Regions from separate parts of the Mus musculus genome. Here region 2 is linked to region 1. Evidence: chromatin contacts called from public HiChIP or PLAC-seq data. All regions are on one chromosome and are shown on one strand. Each heading gives the region's core, a stretch centred on a gene start, on an enhancer-like site or on the middle of the called end of the contact. The rest is flanking DNA. Distances are from core to core; before and after follow the strand shown. Region 1 holds the start of Ttc12 (tetratricopeptide repeat domain 12). Region 2 has its middle 26 kb from the start of Gm38579.

Region 1 (6,505 bases), core at 1,253-3,752:
CCAGAGTTACAGATTCTAGAGAATGTTCTAGAAGTGATGTCCTAGAACTTCTAGGAATGTTCTAGAAGTGATGGGCCTTTCTCACAGCTGTGTGATATCAGTGCAGATGACTGCTGGTGCCACTGACCAGGCCCCTTGCAAACCTAGTATGGGCCAAGTCTCTTCCCTATCAAATTACTATCTATCACCTTTCTTTACTTTCCACAATCGGAATAGCGATAGTATAGACCAATAGACTCCAAGAAGAAGAAGGGTATCTGGCTCTACCCTAAGAGTGAGTAGTATACACATTTATTCAGAATTCACCTGTAATGCAAACCAAGGCATCCTAAACAGTGTTCCTGCTTTGGCTCTCTGGATGCCAAGTGGTGTATAGAGACCTTTTCTTGAAAATATGTTGCTATTTGTTGTTGTTTTTTGGTTTTGGGGTTTTTTTTGTTTTTTTGTTTTTTGTTTTTGTTTTTGTTTTTGTTTTTCAAGACAGGGTTTCTCTGTGTAGCTCTGGCTATCCTGGGGTGGCCTCGAACTCAGAAATCTGCCTGCCTCTGCCTCCCAAGTGCTGGGAAAATGAAAAAATATTTTTAACTTAATATATTCATTTTAAAATAAGATAACCTGGAACGAATAGGGAAGTATACATATTGATTTACAATTACTAAAAACTTTAAGTGGAGTTTGCAGCATAGTAACACACAGATTTCCTAATCAGCACATTCAAATGCAAGTTGTAGCAGCTTGTCTAGTAACCAGGGTGAGTCAACCAGCTGCCGTGCCTTAGTGACGTCATGGCTGTGCGGTGGGCCAGTACTGACATTGACTACAAGTGCTAGGCTTCAGTGAGCTGCTTGGGAAAAAAAATCCTTAAGCAGCAGTTATATTGTTAAAAGAACAGAAATTTGAACAATTTTATCACCTATAATTATAATCAAGCTCAGAGACTTTCAACTGTATCTACAGACTCTCAGACCCCAGGTTAAGAGCCCTGGTTTAACGGCCCCAATGGCGCAGATGGTTCAGGACTGTACAAAAAGGAAAGAAGCGCTGCGTGAGAACATGCTGTTCTCTGTTAACACTTCTTGAGCGATCTGGAAAGCACCCGTGTGGGGAGAAACAAGAGGTTTCAGTCTAAATGTGAAACCCACGCAGAACAATTTATCCTGGGTGCATTTTCAGACCGTTCACCGTCTGAACCTCAGCGGTAGCGAGGACCCTGGTGCTCTCACGCGTTGTTGCCAGTTAGAATGCCAACTGCTCCGACGTTTATGAATCACCAAGGAGCACTTCGGAAATTTTAACAACCTAGGAGAGTAAACTCTTGCAAAGTATAAAGGGAACTAAGGCTCTAAGATGGTGTGGCTGAGTGAGTGAGTGGGAATGCCACACACAGAAGAACGCATGCTTCTCTGCGCTAACGAGCGTGTGTGGCACGGCACAGCAAATTGGCTTAAAAATGGGAGGATAATGAATAATAATTATGAAAACAACGTGGTTCGAAAATACACACTTATCCGAGGCAAGCGTATACATAAGTATCCCTGAGGGCCTCTGCTGTCGGCTGTTGGGAGGATGGGGAAAGCATCTCCCGAGAGTGTCATGTGTGAGCCCCTACTAAGGGGTCCTCAGAATGTGGCAGCGGCTGGGTGTTGACATGATGCCGGACTAAGTAACTTAAGACCATATGTAAGCAAGATGGCAGCATTGCAGAAATTCACAGACAAAAAAGATGGGAAAGGAGAGGCATCTGGCTCTAACTAATGAAGCAGGGATAGTTTCTGCCACGTGCTTCTAATGTAATATCAAACTTCTTACACAAAGTCAAGAGACACTGCTCCCTGGCAACACCTGTCTCCAACCGTCCCTGGCAACTGAAAGGGGACCCACATCCGGACTATGTGTGACTTGTGGCATCTGGCAATTCTGTGAAGTGCCTTTGTCCCACAAACCTCGATGGTGGAGAAAATTCCAGGGAACGAAGGCGATGTGTCTTCAGTTTTCTGAGTGTGAACGCTCACCTTAGATGGATGACTTGTGCCTCAAATAAGCAATTAATCACCCTTAAATTTCTCAACATCCTGAACTGCTGGCTTTAGCTCACTCTCCAGAGAAGCAGTCTCAGCAAAGCAGCCATACAAAAAAAGAGCCTTGCCAGGTGTGGTGGCTGGATATGCTTGGCCCAGGGAGGGGCACTACTAGGAGGTGTAGCCTTGTTCGCGAGTGGGTGTGGCCTTGTTGCTGGGAACATTGACATGCTTCCTGCCATGATGACAATGGACTGGACTTCTGAACGTGTAAGCTAGCCCCCGTTAAATGTTTGCCTTGGTCATGGTCTCTCTTTATAGCAATAAAACCCAAACTAGGACACCAGGTGTGCACACACAGGAGGTGCTCGGTTAGCACTAAATAACTGCAGGAGAAGCACAAGAACACCTGAGCACCGACCCTGTGCCGAGTCCTGCCTTGCACTGGCTAGTCATACCCATTCCGCCCACAAGAGGGCAGTGCTACTCCACAGCAGGCAGGATAGGGCGCCACTCCCATCTGGCATGGGAGCTCCTGCTGGCCTTTTCTAGAATATAAGTCCCTTGATCCACAGTAAAGTCTCTAAAGAAAGACACTGGTGGATTCACCTTGCTTTCTTAATGGAGTCACAGACACTTCCCAGCAGAGGGGAAGCTAGACCAGTCTCTGACAAGCATGGAGCAGTCTGCTTGGCATGCCCAGGGAGGAAACCATAAGCTTAGGTGGAAACTCGCAGGGGGGTTGCTGACAGCATTGTCTGCCACATGGGTGTACATAGGAGTCAGGGCAGTCAAGTGGGGGAGTTTTGAGGGCACAGACCAAGGTTCAGGTCTTGCTCGGCCCCTGAGAAATCTCGGTCCCTTTTATCTGTGTGTTCTTGACTTAAGAAATGGGAATAAACAAAACATTTACATGAAGTCATACGTATGCCTGGCACACGGGACTGCTATTGTGGTTGTTGCAAATATTTTCCACACCATCATTTCAGCACAGAAATATCAAGGGATACTCTTGTCTCCTGCAGACACATGAACCTGCGATCCTGAAAACTACTCCTTCCTCTACAGTGGCGAGTTAGAACAGAAAAGATAACAGGGGAATCCAAGGGGCAGGGATTTTCAGCTTAACAGATTCTTTCCCTGTAGGGACACGTGGTTCGGAGAAAGAAATGAGGCAGTATTTAGTGATTCTTCTTGGGGAGGCCTGGACAAACCCTTCTCTCAGAATCTTGAAACCAAAGCTGCCAGGCTAGCTGGCTCCTGCAGCCGAGGGTCTTGTCTGGCAGGCTGTAGTTTGGCTCCTGGATTCTGGTGGACTTGTCTCCACAGGCAAAGGTAGTTTGTTTCATTCTGCATGAGGCTGAGAACTTTTTTTCCCACTCTCTTCTGAGCTTGTATAATATAATTGATGGGAAAATGCAAGGAGTTAGGATGGTTTGCACGGTGGGGAGCGAGCTGAGGGAAGGAGTAGCAATGGTTTCTATTAATCTGAGTCTCAGATTTACGATACAGTGGAAGATGACCAAATGTTCCCCCGTTTTTTTATTGAAGGCATAAACCACAAAACTGGAGTCTCGCGCAAGGGATTTAAGCTCCGTAAAGTAAACTCATCCTTGAAATACAGCTCACTAATGCTTTTGAAAGTCTCTGCACACGTAAACCACTGTGCTGGAGGGAGGACACACAGACATTGACCCTTAAAATCTAACAACAGTCATCCTGATCCGCATAGATTCGCCCACAGCACCCTTAGATTTTTGGCATAGCATCAAGTGAAGAACACGTGGTCAGAGTGGCTGAGCATGTTATGCCGAGGCAACAAAGCCACCCAAAATGTTGACCCCCTTATCAGCCGGGTCTACTGCTTACTCTTCTATGAATCAAAGGTAGACTGGGTTCTGTGAATGCTCACACAGGCCTCCATTGGCTAACTGCTGGGTGGGTGGGGGGGCATAGTCAATGAGTCACACTCGGGTTATTGAAGGTTCTTGTTCACAGTTGCTTATCTGTATACCACACTGGCCATATCAAGTTACCAGGGCACAAAAGTAAAATCTACATAGGCCTGGACAAAAGAGCATGAGACTCTTTGCTGCCAGGTGACTGACTTTCTGGGGTCACTTAGGACTTCTGACCAATCCGAGGTAAGTTTGGTGGCACACACCTGCCATCCCAGCACCCGAGACAATAGGATCACCTTGAGCTCGAGGACACCCTGGGCCACAAAGTGAATTTTGGGCTATGCAGGGCCACAGAAAGGTATAGCATCCAAAACACACACACACATACACACACACACACACACACACACACACACACACACACACAGACCAGCTAAAGAAGCAAAGTGAAACAAAACAAAACCCTAGTAATCTATCAAGTGTAAGATTTGTCCCCGCAAAGTGGCTTGTGACTGTACCACTGTAATCTTACTCTTCAGGACAGATGGCCCTTGGAAGCCTGATGCAAACTGTCAACTCTCTTATCCTTTCTCCATCCGGAATAGCATACTTGACAGTTTCTGTAGGCACATTTGCTCATCTAAGTCCACGTGCTAGAAACAAAAAGACAAAACAAAGGCAAACCTCTGGTCCTAAGGAATGGGAACTAGTCCTATAACACATGGGCTTATGGGACTGGGGAGGGCAGAGCTGCACTCCATAGCAACAGGAATGGAAGCCGTCAGACAGAAAGAGCTTCTGAAGACGCACCAGCCAGCCAGTCTGTGGCTACTGAGCATCACTATCCAAGGCAGTCCTGGGTGCAAGTGAGTCTGTCCCTTCTTCGGCCAGTAGTTCTGGAACTCCCATCGCCTCTTCTTACCTGGGTTCTTGCCTGGCCACTGGCTAGCCTCAGGCACTTTTTTGTAGATTCTGGTTTTGACTGATCTACATTACCCACATTTTAGAGCTCAGGACTCACCACTCTTCCATTCCCTGTGATGTGCTCTCTCTACCCTAAATCCTACTGTTGTTTGTATATCACTCACTTCTGTAGCTAGATAGGATCCAGCCCCCTTAACCATAGCTTTGTCGGAAAAGTGTCGTTTTTCCATTTCATTTACGAGAAAAATTGAGAATCAAAGAGACGGTACTGCCTTGGAGGCCATACATTGGTCATTAAAAACAAACCTGGACTCACACCGAAGTACGCTGGATGGAGCCTTTACATTATGGGACTAAAGATATGAAACCAACTGGGAGAACCCTCGCGGCTCCAGAGTGGAAGGGCTTTCACTGACGTTGCTTTAGCGACCAGCCGGCACCAACTTGCTTCTGGGTGGGACATCCCAGCTTCAAACGGGGCAGCGCGTTCTTTGGGTCACGAGAGGCCCCGCCCTCTCCAAGGCCCCGCCTCTCCCCAGCGAAAGCCAGTCACAGCCTGTCCTCAGCTTCCACTTCCCGTCCGATCCTGGGCACTAAAGGTCAGTCTAGCCGGGTGGCCGTGGGGAATCTATCTTGGAACTGTTCCTGGCCTGGGCTTAGAGTTGACAGAGGCCACTGACTCGGGCCCTGAGTTTGATCCAGTACCAGCTGCAGGCTGAGACCAACCCTGGAAGCACAGGGCCAGGACGCTGGGGAGCGGTTGCCTGGCAACAGTACAGCTGTCCCCGCCCTCCCTCCATGGAGTTGTGTAGTACCGAAGGGTGGGGCTCGGGTGTGGGTCCTCCACCCCACCGCCGCTCTGCTCCTTTCCAGGGAGCCTTGGCTCTGCGTTCCTGCTGACCCTTCTGGCTTGGGTGTACTGTTCCAGAAAGACTGGCTTTCTCCGTCCATGAAGCGCCTGGTTCAGGCCAGCCTGTAGCTCTGCACGAGTTAATTCCCTCCTCCACCCCCCACCTCACCCCCACCCCCACCCCCGATGTGAATCTCATTCCTAGGGAGTGTTAGCTGTTTGAGCCATATGCCAAGGCTGTTTTCTAGATAAAAGAAGCCTGACTAATCACGCATCCACGTTCAGGGTGCTACAGTCAGACCCGTGGTGTCCTCTGGGTTCGCATTATGATTTCCATAACGTAGACGGAGAAACTGGGACTCACGGGCTAATTGTGCATGTCAAAGTTTTAGTTCGCAGTTGTCTGACTGCACTACCAAGCCGCCTGTCTGCAAGCTGGAACCACAGTATAGTGTATTTAAAATATGCATACCTAGGGGGCGCTCCCAAACGAGCTGCGGCTCGCTGTGGGCCAAGGCTGGGGAAGTTTATCCTTCTGGTGATCTTTAGGTTGTGTGGATACGCCTTTGGGTACCTCCGAGGTTATCATGTAGTCTTCACATTCAAAATCAAGTGTAATAAAGCTAATGTACTTGGTAGAGTACTGAAAAGCAGACGCTGGTGCACTGTGGCACCTCCTCTTCATCCTCAGAAACAGGGCGGAGGCAACGGTTTTAATGGAGTGTGGACATGTTCATGAAGGTAGTCTTCTCCCTACTTATCCTGTGCTTTGCCTGGCCCAAGCTTCCGACTAGGCACACCTGTCATGGCCA
Region 2 (6,590 bases), core at 3,410-5,909, 930 kb before region 1:
CCTAGAATAAGGGCTCAGGAGCCATGGGTTTATGTGTGAAAAGGAGCTGAGGAAAGTAAGGCAGCATGTGGCTGGTAGTTCGAGGCGCAGGCCTGCTGAGGACCCACTGGAGAGCTGGTGTGTTTGCCCCTTTCTTTCTATTTATTTTTTATTTCCATTTTATGCCTTTGTGTATCTCACCTGTATGTAGGCATCCCATGTGCATGCAGTACCCATAGTGGCCAGAAGAGGGCATCAGATTCCCTTGGAACTGGTGTTAAGACAGTCATTAGCCACTACATGGAGTGTTGGTTATTGAACCCAGGCCTCCTGGAAAAGCAGCTGATGCTCTTAACTAATGAGATCTTTCCAGAATTCTTGATTCTGATGGTTGAGGGCTATTCTCTACTTTTAGAGTGCCTGAGATCTTAGCTCCAGAGGCAGATAAGCAAGACAAAGAAGGTGCTTCAAGTGGCTGGCTGGACTTTGCTTGAGAATCATCTCTCAGAGCTGTGGCTGAGGTCCTTGGTTGACTGATAAGTGATCTAAATTATAAATGTCACCACTCCTGGAGCACAAGAGTGGGAAGAGGAACCTATACAATCATCAGGTGTGCTGTGGGGTGAGTTTTGGGACACTAGGCACCAATCTCAATCCCCAAACATAAATGAGAGAGAAAACCCCAGATTTGGGCTTTCTCATCAATCCTCAACTTTGACTCTGTTCTCTTGTGCTGTGATGACAAAGGATTTAATCCCATGCGTGCTTCTTCTTGTGGTCTAGCTTCTTTTCTAACTCCTTGATTGCTCCTAGGTTTCTGGAAGCCACTGGAAGCCTTTGGGCAGCTATGTGTAGAAAATAGACCATAATGCTTCTGTTATACTTTTATTTGGGTTATGGGAGGAATGATGGGAGGAGTGATGGGAGGAGCTATGGGAAGATCTATGGAAGGAGTGATGGGAGGAGTAATGAGAAGAGTGAATGATGAATGGAGGAGGGATGGGAATGATGGGAGGAGTGATGGGAGGAGTGATGAGAGTGATGGGAGGAGTGATGGGAGGAGTGAATGATGAAGGGAGGAGTGATGGAGGAGTGATGGGAGGAGTGATGAAAGTGATGGGAGGAGTGATGGGAGGAGTGAATGATGAAGGGAGGAATGATGGGAGGAGGGATGGAAGTGATGGGAGGAGTGATGGGAGGAGTGATGATGGGAGGAGTGATGAGAGTGATGGGAGGAGTGATGATGGGAGGAGGGATGGGAGGATTCTAATGGTCAACTGTTTAGCATGAACAAACGTTGTGTTTTCCTTTTCTCTTTTGTTGGTTAATTTTAGGTACTTTGAAGTTTTTCCATGAATCAATATGCACAGAAGGTGCCTGTACAGGATCTAACAGCTCTTGGGATTTGTTCTTGTCCAGCTGCTACCAGTGGCTTGGACTCCATGACTTAAGAGGTCATTCCCACCACCATCTCTGAATGACCCAGTGGCCTCTGTGGGTATAGGTATTGTCATTCCTGATTCTTAGAACCTAAAAGAAGTGGCTACATATCCTTGTTAGTTTTTGCAATGAACTACCCCATGGGCCAGTTTATTTTAGAGACCTTAGAAATTATCTCAGAGACAGAGACCTTTTGAAATTTGACTCAAGCTACCATTTTGTAAACTTCAGCTTTCAATATATGAGTTTTTCCCACACATTCATGGAGTCACACCAACACAAGGAGGTTACAGAACCATCTCTTTTTTTTTATTACGTATTTTCCTCATTTACATTTCCAATGCTATCCCAAAAGTCCCCCATACCCTCCCTCCCCCACTCCCCTACCCACCCACTCCCACTTTTTGGCCCTGGCATTCCCCTGTACTGGGGCATATAAAGTTTGCAAGTCCAATGGGCCTCTCTTTCCAGTGATGGCCGGCTAGGCCATCTTTTGATACATATGCAGCTAGAGTCAAGAGCTCCGGGGGGTACTGGTTATTTCATAATGTTGTTCCACCTATAGGGTTGCAGATCCCTTTAGCTCCTTGGGTATTTTCTCTAGCTCCTCTATTGGGGGCCCTGTGATCCATCCAATAGCTGACTGTGAGCATCCACTTATGTGTTTGCTAGGCCCCGGCCTAGTCTTACTAGAGACAGCTATATCAGAGTCCTATCAGCAAAATCTTGCTAGTGTATGCAATGGTGTCAGCGTTTGGTGGCGGATTATGGGATGGATCCCTGGATATGGCAGTCTCTAGATGGTCTATCCTTTTGTCTCAGCTCCAAACTTTGTCTCTGTAACTCCTTCCATGGGTTTTTTTTGTTCCCAATTCTAAGAAGGGGCAAAGTGTCCACACTTTGGTCTTCGTTCTTCTTGAGTTTCATGTGTTTTGCAAGTTGTAACTTATATCTTGGGTATTCTAAGTTTCTGGGCTAATATCCACTTATCAGTGAGTACATATCATTTGAGTTCTTTTGTGATTGGGTTACCTCACTCAGGATAATGCCCTCCAGGTCCAACCATTTGCCTAGGAATTTCATAAATTCATTGTTTTTAATAGCTGAGTAGTACTCCATTGTGTAAATGTACCACATTTTTTGTATCCATTCCTCTGTTGAGGGGCATCAGGGTTCTTTCCAGCTTCTGGCTATTATAAATAAGGCTGCTATGAACATAGTGGAGCATGTTTCTTTCTTACTAGTTGGAACATCTTCTGGATATATGCCCAGGAGAGGTATTGCGGGATCCTCCAGTAGTACCATGTCCAATTTTCTGAGAAACTGCCAGACTGATTTCCAGAGTGGTTGTACAGCCTGCAATCCCACCAACAATGGAGGAGTGTTCCTCTTTCTCCACATCCACGCCAGCATCTGCTGTCACCTGAATTTTTGATCTTAGCCATTCTGACTGGTGTGAGATGGAATCTCAGGGTTGTTTTGATTTGCATTTCCCTGATGATTAAGGATGCTGAACATTTTTTTTTCAGGTGTTTCTCAGCCATTCGGTATTCCTCAGGTGAGAATTCTTTGTTTAGCTCTTAGCCCCATTTTTTAATGGGGTTATTTGATTTTCTGGAGTCCACCTTCTTGAGTCTTTATATATATTGGATATTCGTCCTCTATCTGATTTAGGATAGGTAAAGATCCTTTCCCAATCTGTTGATGGCCTTTTTGTCTTATTGACGGTGTCTTTTGCCTTACAGAAGCTTTGCAGTTTCATGAGGTTCCATTTGTCAATTCTCGATCTTATAGCACAAGCCATTGCTGTTCTATTCAGGAATTTTTCCCCTGTACCTATATCTTCAAGGCTTTCCCTCACTTTCTCCTCTATAAGTTTCAGTGTCTCTGGTTTTATGTGGAGCTCCTTGATCCACTTAGATTTGACCTTAGTAAAGGAGATAGGAATGGATCAATTCGCATTCTTCTACATGATAACCGCCAGTTGTGCCAGCACCATTTGTTGAAAATGCTGTCTTTTTTCCACTGGATGGTTTTAGCTCCCTTGTCGAAGATCAAGTGACCATAGGTGTGTGGGTTCAATTCTGTGTTTTCAATTCTATTCCATTGGTCTACTTGTCTGTTGCTGTACCAGTACCATGCAGTTTTTATCACAATTGCTCTGTAGTACAGCTTTAGGTCGGGCATGGTGATTCCACCAGAGATTCTTTTATCCTTGAGAAGAGTTTTTGCTATCCTAGGTTTTTTGTTATTCCAGATGAATTTGCAGATTGCTCTTTCTAATTCGTTAAAGAATTGAGTTGGAACAGAACCATTTCTTTAGCTTTACAAATTCTCTCACATTGCCCCTTCATAGTTCTACCCAAGTCCCTGAACTCCTAGCAACTGTTAGTGTGTTTTCCAAAACTATGGTTTTGTCCTTTCAGCAATGAGATTTTGCTTTTAAAAGATGGGAACGAAAGTCAACCCCACTCGCCTTTTGAGACAGGGTTTCTCTGTGTAGCCCTAGCTGTCCTGAAACTCACTTTGTAGACCAGGGTGGCCTCTAACTCACTGAGACCCATCTGTCTCGGATTCCCAAGTGCTGGTATTAAGATTCTTAAAATAGCTGTGCTTTTGTGCTCCCACATACAGCTCGAAAGTCTTCTGATCAGTTGAAGCAGGGATCCAGTGACACTTGCCCAGTGATATGTGGTCCCAAGTCCCATGAGACTGAACTCAGGAATTCTGCAAGTGCCTTTACCTGTGGCCCCCTTTCTCCTTGGGGACTGTTGGCCCTCATCCCTGAGCATTGACTTACTGACTTCAGATCAGCTTCAGCAAGACAGCTTAACTTCATTTGGGACAAACAAGGGCTGTATAGATCTTGGAGAGTGGGTAGGGACTTTCACGGTGGATGTTATATTATTGCCTACAGTAAAGGCCTGGGAATGCTTCATTTCCATGAAGAGGAATTCCAAGAACCTGCTGGGGAGGCTCTTAGCAGGAGAGAGAGACAATTGGACCTGTTATCTGGCCATAGACTACGTGACTGTCCTCACAGGTTCTTTGGGAGTTACAGGTGGGAAGGACTGATCGGTCATAGCTCAGTACCTAATTATCATTTTGGCAGGAAGTGCTGAGTGGGACTTAAGTGCTGAATCATGCAGCACCTGCAGGAAGCTCTGCACAGGGCCTTCCTCCAGATAAGGTCAGGCATCTGTGCTAAGAGATGATCTCCAGATAAGATTGGGCAGAGAAGAGGAAGCCCTGCTGAAAAAAAAAAAAAGTTCTCCATTTTGCACCAAGCTCAGGGACCTTATCAGAACTCGGTAGACTGCAACCTTAATAGCAGGGCCTTCCAACATTTAGCCACTGGGTTATCTCACCAGCCCTTTCTTTTCTTTTGACTTGTCCTATTTTCCATACCTACTAGCAGGCATATTGGAAAATACAGTCTTTATTCCACACACCCATTTGCTTGGCCAAAGATTAGAGAATATGCTTAAGAATATGACTAATAGTCCAAAGTGAGAGTGTGGCAGTCCATGTGAGGTAGCCATGGGATTTCTAGCACTGAAGAATTGCAAGAGGATTATTTGGATTTAAGTGAAAGGGAAAGCTTTGGCTCTTGAAGTATTCCTTCTGGTGTGGCTCTCACTCTTCGAATTTCCCCCGAGGGTGCCAGCTTCCATTTGAAATTTAGACCCAGGTAACACAGCAGCTCTCTGTGTCTGTCCTTTCTGGGAATGGGATCTCCTAGACACTTTTCTTCTTCTTCTTCTTCTTCTTCTTCTTCTTCTTCTTCTTCTTCTTCTTCTTCTTCTTCTTCTTCTTCTTCTTTCCTTCTCCTTCTCCTTCTCCTTCTCCTTCTCCTTCTCCTTCTCCTTCTCCTTCTCCTTCTCCTTCTCCTTCTCCTTCTCCTTCTCCTTCTCCTTCTCCTTCTCCTTCTCCTCCTCCTCCTCCTCCTCCTCTTCTTCTTCTTCTTCTTCTTCTTCTTCTTCTTCTTCTTCTTCTTCTTCTTCTTCTCCTTCTTCTCCTTCTCCTCCTTCTCCTCCTTCTCCTCCCCTCCCCCTCCCCCTCCCCCCCTCCTCCTCCTCCTCCTCTTCCTCTTCTTCTTCTTCTTCTTCTTCTTCTCCTTCTCCTTTTCCTTCTTCTCCTCCTTCTCCTCCCCTCCTCCTCCCCCTCCTCCTCCTCCTTTTCTTCTTCTTCTTCTTCTTCTTCTTCTTCTTCTTCTTCTTCTTCTTCTTCTTCTTCTTCCTCTTTCTTCTTCCTTCTTCCTTCTTCCTCTTTCTTCTTCTCCTTTTCTCCTCCTCCTTCTCCTCCTCGTCCTTCAATTTTTACTTAAGAGATGTAGAGCTGGTCAGTGGTGGTGCATGCCTTTAATCCCAGCACTTGGGAAGCAGAGGCAGGCAGATTTCTGAGTTCAAGGCCAGCCTGGTCTACAAAGTAAGTTCCAGGACAGTCAGGGCTACACAGAAAAACCCTGTCTCAAAACAAACAAACAAACAAACAAACAAAAAACAAAAACCAAAAACTAAAAAACAAAAACCAACCAAACAAAAAAACCAAAAAAAGAGAGAGATGTAGAAAGAAGGAAATAAAGATGACTGGAGACTGGGAAGATACCAATGGCCAAGTGATGCCTTGTCTGGTTGATGAGAGTATCTATGTACACAAGGGCACACACACACACACACACACACACACACACGAATGCATGCATGCATGTGCGCGCGCACATACACATACATACAGAAGAAGAGAAAAAGAGAGATATATAAAAGTAAGTACATGAACAAGTAATTAAGTTAATATTAAAAATAAATCTTGCTTATAAAACCATGGCACCCAAGGGAAAGACGCTTGATGTAGGCCTTTGTCTTCACACACATGATCATGCATAGTCCCCGCCTCCATGTGCTTAGAAACTTCTAGCTTTGATCTCAAGCCAACTGCTCTCTATGCCTGAGAAGCACAAATACACACACAAAAAATTGTGCCTGACTTTATTCTTTTCGACCGTGGTCAGGTTTCTGTTCAGAAGGAAACAGCTTTGATTTTTCCTGGAACAAAACCATCCCCAAAGCCTGTCTCACTGTGCTTAACCATTTGGACCTGGCTGTCAGCCGAGAGGCAGGCTTTGCCAGCGTTAGTTCTGGTGATTAATGGGTAGCCCTTCCTTGCTAGGC

The links. HiChIP or PLAC-seq counts read pairs in DNA pulled down with a chosen protein or histone mark.
Region 2: a contact with region 1 is called in an H3K27ac HiChIP or PLAC-seq map of T-cell acute lymphoblastic leukemia, with 10 times the contacts expected there. The contact joins two enhancer-like sites. A contact is called at or near these places in 7 of 39 promoter capture datasets (3T3-L1-derived adipocytes, cranial neural crest, frontonasal cranial neural crest and 4 more), 5 of 15 datasets of contacts at CTCF or cohesin (embryonic stem cells, large pre-B cells, pro-B cells and 1 more), 29 of 484 Hi-C or Micro-C datasets (B cells, the BV-2 cell line, CD4 single positive thymocytes and 9 more) and 13 of 115 datasets of contacts at active chromatin or transcription factors (SST interneurons, T-cell acute lymphoblastic leukemia, acute myeloid leukemia and 9 more).

Annotation. Positions count from the first base shown.
Region 1 is chr9:49,485,083-49,491,587 of GRCm38.p6, reverse strand. Ttc12 (tetratricopeptide repeat domain 12) reads left to right here and starts at 5,363. Exons shown (of 22, transcript NM_172770.3): 1 at 5,363-5,442. Within about 2 kb of position 2,502, at least 14 of the 459 cell types and tissues checked have an H3K27ac peak or open chromatin away from gene starts, as enhancers often do. A contact at or near this core is called in T-cell acute lymphoblastic leukemia, where this site is marked.
Region 2 is chr9:50,414,895-50,421,484 of GRCm38.p6, reverse strand. No RefSeq gene overlaps it. Among named protein-coding and RNA genes, the nearest start is that of Gm38579, 26 kb to the right of the region's middle. Within about 2 kb of position 4,659, at least 42 of the 459 cell types and tissues checked have an H3K27ac peak or open chromatin away from gene starts, as enhancers often do. A contact at or near this core is called in T-cell acute lymphoblastic leukemia, where this site is marked.